Regions from separate parts of the Gossypium hirsutum genome. Here region 2 is linked to region 1. Evidence: chromatin contacts called from public Hi-C data. All regions are on one chromosome and are shown on one strand. The core of a region is the stretch at or near the end of the contact, and the rest is flanking DNA. Distances in the headings are between cores, read along the strand shown. Region 1 holds the start of LOC107893009 (18.1 kDa class I heat shock protein). Region 2 has its middle 3.9 kb from the start of LOC107892209.

Region 1 (2,700 bases), core at 115-2,614:
AAGTTCTGATGCTAGGATGTGAAGAGGGAAAACTTTGGAAAATGTCTTGCCAAAATAAAAAGGGAAAGACATTTCCAAAAAAACCTCCTTTTCCCGTGTTTTGTAAAATGTTTTATCGTGGAAAATCATTTTCAGCCAAACAAACATCGAACAATGCTGAAAAGTTTTTATGAAAAAGCTTTTACAGGTAAACAAATAGAGCCTAAAACTTTTCAAATAATCATGCTAAAATAGATTTTTCTTTTAATTGTTAGGATGTTACTTTTTTTTTAAATTATATGTTTAAGTATTTGGACCGGCTAATATCACTACAAAAGTAGAGAATCAAATTATGTCAAATTAAAACATAAAAATTAAATCTCAAATATGAGTATACTAAAAGAATAAAATATACTTTGACTATTATTTTATATTAAAAGAATAAAAATAAAATAGTTGTCTATGTATCATGGAGAAAAGCCTAGGGAATTAATTTTATTCGTGTATATATATATTTTTTTTTCTTAGAAAATACATTTTTAACCCTCAAAAAAAGTTATCTGTATATGATAAGTTAGAATGTGTCCTTTCCAAAAAAAAAAATTATACCTCAACATTTTAACTGAAATAGTTGTGGATAATAACTATATGAATCAACTAATGTTAATAAAAAAATACAATACAAATTATGTCAAATTAAAATAAAGATTAAATTTTAAGTGCGATTCTAGTAGAGAGATTCGACTTGAAATTTGACCACTATACAAGTATAATAAAATATTAAAAAATAAATATTTAAAAAAGAGAGAGTCATGACAATTTTATAAGATTGTTTACGTAATAAAAAAAAGTACATTACCAATGTAACAAATATTCTCTTATTATATTTTAAAAACAAATGGCATCCAACCCATAGCCGCTTTTAGAGTTTTTTTACTCAAAAGGTAATTATCATTTAAAATTTTTTGACTGAATTTACTATAATTAATTAATCCAAAAAGAAGATAAATAAAAAAATACATTAATAAAATTAAATAAAAAATTAAAAAAAATCACTCCCCACTTTTTCAAAAGAGTTAATTTGTATACGTGCAATTTGGCCCAAGCAACAAAACCATGGGCCGAAAGAGGACATTGCAGGCTTTTCAAGGTTAGAAACTGACATCTATTAGGGCTTGGGCCTGCTTCATTTCCATTTTCTGGAACATCTCTTAGAACAATGATGGATGCTTACGTAATTAATTTATCCATAAACTTCTGGAACTTGCATTATATATAATGTTAAAATAATACTTGTCGACAACCTAGCTTCTTTATTGATTAAAATGCAAGAAATTATAACGACAGAAGATTGTAGAAGAACATATGAAACCATTTCATTGTAAAAATCAAGAAAGTTCAAGAGACAGCTTATTCATCCTTTATATATGATAAGTTCCATTTGTACATTATATTCATCATTACTGTATTCCCATTTCATAGAATCCAGAAGAAAGATGGCTCTCATCTCCCAATTATTTGGCGATGAAATTTACGACCCTTTCCTTTCAATGGTCAACAAATGTCCAGTCCTTAACACCCCAACAGATTGGAAAGAAACCCCAGAGGCCCATGTGTTCATATCTGATCTTCCAGGGCTCAACAAAAAGGAAGTGAACGTTGAGATTGATGATGAAAGGGTGCTCAAAATATATGGAGAAAGGAAGGAGGAGAAAGATGATAAAAATGTTAAGTGGCATAGAGTTGAGCGTTGCAGAGGCGAGTTCCGTAGGAGTTTTAGGTTGCCGGAGAATGTGAAGACCGATGGAGTTAAGGCATCAATGGAGGATGGTGTGCTTGTGGTGACTGTCCCCAAACAAGAAGTGAAGAAACCAGAGAAGAAAATGATTGAGATTGAGGAGATCAAGGGTTGAGTGAAAGACATTTGAGAAAATTTTCATGTTTTGTTTCAGTGTTTCCTTTGGTGTGTTTCATGTGTGTTGTTGTTGCTGCATTTTCATGTAATGTCTATGCTTCTGGCATGTAATACATGGATGTAAAGTTATGAATAAAATGTTTACTGGTTTCTCTTGAGAACGCCTTGTTCTTATAACTTAACTCAAGCCAAAATTCTCAGTAAATCACTGAGAAAAAACCTTTGAAATAAAATACATGTAAGAAAACTTGAAGATAAATGGGACATGCGCAAAAATTTCGTTTGAAAAGTGAGAGTACTTGAGTAAAAATATAAGTTCAAAAACTGGGTTTGAACGAAAAATAAGACTTGTTTTTTTTAAATAGGCTAGGCCTCAAATAGGATTTTTTGACTCAGGCCGAATTAACTGTTTTGTTGTCATTTCGATGCTATTTTGTTGCCATTAGTTTGCTATCATTTTCTTGTTACTGTTTGGATATTATATAAATTTTGTTTTATTATTAATTTTGCTACTATTGTTGAGACATTTGCTTGCTAAGTTGCAAATATATTAGTATTATTTAAGTATAAAGATTTTGGTTAATGGATTTTTGATTTGTTGAGAAATATTTATTTTAACGTTTTCAGTGTATTTTATATATTATATTTTTTAAAAGTTTTTATATAAAAAAATAATCTAAAAAAATTAACCTGGGTGGGTCAAGTCAGGCTCGATTTAGATTTTTAATCTAGGTCGGACTTAGAAAAAAAATTAGATTCATTTTTTGGGCAGAGCCTATACTTAAAATTTTTCATTAATCTAACCT
Region 2 (2,939 bases), core at 229-2,728, 170 kb after region 1:
ATTGCTGAATTAATTCTTATTGTTCTACTTCAAAAAATCGAAAAAAAATATTGATTAATTCTTTGTTAATTGAGCTTGAATAGTTAATTTCATATTTTATTGAGAATCTCCTTTTTATTCTTGAATAGTATTGATTGATGCACTTTCTTTTAATTCAACATTTATTTATTTTTTTAGTTTGGTAATTTATCAACTCGATCTCGATTATAACCACTTTTTCTAGTTGTTTTTTTCACACCCTTAACCTAAGCCCCATTATAACCTCTTAAAGACTTTTTGATTAATGTGTCATATCATTTTATAGTGGTGGAAATTTAATTTTCAAGCAAGCCTATGGAAATTTAATTTTGAGTGAATATTTATTGAACCTTAAACACTTTGAGTGCTTTAAGTGCTTTGAGTGAATCTTTAGTGAGGATGTCAATTCTTGTTGATTGTGAATTAAAAGTAATTACTTAAATAAGGGGAGACACCTATGTTTTCATATTTTAAATAAATTAACTTTATTAAATATATATAATTTATGTTTTTTATGAGTTAAAATTAAATTAATTTTATAATAAAACTATTAAATTAATCATAGATACTTAGAAGTTTATTATTTAAAGGATAAATATTTGGTACACTGACAATATATTTTTATAAGACACATGTCAATCCCTAACCCTACTTATGTATCAATTTACCAAATAATATTCCTTATTTAATTTTTTTTTTGAAATTTCTAAATCGCACTTATCAAAGAAAGTTTAGAGTTAACAAAAAAGGAGGCATGTATACATTAAAAAAAATGCATGTAACTTTTTTAGTTTAAAGCTTTCTAAGATTTTGAACAAATCTTATGTAATTAAATTTTAAATATAATTACTTAATATTTTTATATTAAAATTATCAAAATTAACAATGTGTTTTTAAAATTTTAAATATTACTCACTTAATTATTTCTTTATTTTTACTGGTAACAAATTTTTTTTTCTTTTTCTTTTGTTAACATAATTATTTCTTTATTTGAAAACTCTAAATTGCTTTTATTTATTTAGATTAGAATAAATGTTATAACAGTAAAAATCAAAATATTTCATCAACGAAAAAGTTAAAAAAACTGTTAACCAGTAAAATTTAGACAGTAATAACAATCATTTTTAAAATATAGATAACCTATTAATTTTTTGATATTTTATAGGGACAAATATAGTGCATAACCGATTGAATAAAGTCCTATGTAGTGGGAATATTATAAACAAAAAATTTAATTGAATTAACGTTTTTCAAAACATCTAAATTATCATAAAAATTTTAGTCCTTAGAGTTGATTTCATAAAAGAAAGTAAATTTGGCGATGACTTCTTGGTTTGGGTAATCTTAAATTTGTTTCTTTAATTTTAGTTTTCAATGAAAAGATTGCATTAATCCGAGGGGTGAAACTGAACTCGTTGATGCAAAGCTTGTTTTTGATTCTTTGGTCTTAACTGGGCCAATCATGGCACACATATATAGGCCACTTCATCCCAATGAATCGGGCCTAATTTAAATAATTGGACCCTCCCTACTCTCATCGTAATGTAAGAAGTACACATAATATATACACCTACGTGTATGTATAGATATACAAACATATCATCAATGCATATTTTTATTTAGGGTAAACTAGTCACCCAATTATTATTAAGATTTGTTTAGTCACCAAATCATGAAAAATTACAAAATAATTATTCAATTATTTGATTTATTAACTACGTTGATTGGGTGACAGAAAGATAATATATGACATGATAATAAATTTAATTCTCAGCGTTTGCATATTGTAAATGTATCCAGTTAACGACAATAAACGAAACTTGCTAACTTTCTCAAATTGGCTTCTAGATTTTTTTATCACATTGATCCTTATGGTCAACACCGTTAGTTTTTAAATATTTGGGTGATGTGGCGAAATTAGGATGTGACACACGGACAAACAAGAAAACAACAAGTGTCTTCCTCTATAATTATTCTAAAAATTGTAAAAAAAAAACTTCAAAAATTTTAAAAAAAATTGTTTTAGAAAATATAAGAAATATATATTATAAAAATTCAAAAAATTAATATATAATTCAAAACATAAAACAAAACAATTAGTTAAAAATTCAAAAAATATTTTAAAAAATTCAATAAAAAGAGAACATATTGTTAAAATTTTATAAAATTTAAAAATTAAATTACAAAAATATTGATCAGTCAATTTTTTGAATCGTTAAATATTTTTTCATTTTTCTGTAATTTTCTAAAATTTTAAGTATATTTTAATATTATTTTTGTAAATTTGAACTGTTTTTTCAATTATATATATTCAATTTTCTTAACTTTTATAACTTGCATATATTACTTATATTTTAAAACTTATTTACATTTATTGAATATATATATTAGAATAATTAAATAGGAAGAAACATGTTGCTCCCCTGTTTGTTCATGTGTCATCATTGTGTTTAGTCATGTCACTCAACTGTTATAAAATTAATGGTGTTAATCATAAATGCTATCTTTAGAGGTTAATGTGATTCAAGAAGAATTAAGGACTAATTTGAAAAAAATTTACGAAGATCATGAGCCAATTTATATATTAAACTAGTTATTTTTTCATATATACTACCTTTTAGAGTGCAAAAGTAAATGATAAGGGAAAGATTTGGTTACTACATGGTTAAAATTCATGCGTTTACATGTGCGGAATAGAGGGTCGATCAAAAGCCTTGCTATTAAGTCTACTCTAGATGTGAATTAAAGTACTTTAGTTGTCCAATAGACCTGACAGTTCGACTTAATCCCAATAACTATTTTTTAATTAAAAAATTCTTCATATTTATATTAATTCTAAAATACATATTAATAAAATATTTTTAAAATTTTAATATCAAATGAATGATGAATTTGGATAAATGAATTAAGACAAATTTAAA

The links. A called contact is a pair of places that touch in the nucleus more often than the background predicts.
Region 2: a Hi-C map of leaf shows a contact between it and region 1, with 2.7 times the contacts expected there. The contact joins the enhancer-like site here to the promoter of LOC107893009 in region 1. A contact is called at or near these places in 3 of 34 Hi-C or Micro-C datasets (hypocotyl and leaf).

Annotation. Positions count from the first base shown.
Region 1 is chrD09:10,652,781-10,655,480 of Gossypium_hirsutum_v2.1, forward strand. LOC107893009 (18.1 kDa class I heat shock protein) reads left to right here and starts at 1,365. Exons shown (of 1, transcript XM_016818003.2): 1 at 1,365-2,052. The coding sequence starts at 1,407. The coding sequence ends at 1,892. LOC107893010 (a long non-coding RNA gene) reads right to left here and starts at 135. Exons shown (of 4, transcript XR_001682700.2): 1 at 1-135.
Region 2 is chrD09:10,818,018-10,820,956 of Gossypium_hirsutum_v2.1, forward strand. No RefSeq gene overlaps it. Among protein-coding and RNA genes, the nearest start is that of LOC107892209, 3.9 kb to the right of the region's middle. Within about 2 kb of position 1,479, at least 1 of the 9 cell types and tissues checked has an H3K27ac peak or open chromatin away from gene starts, as enhancers often do. A contact at or near this core is called in leaf, where this site is marked.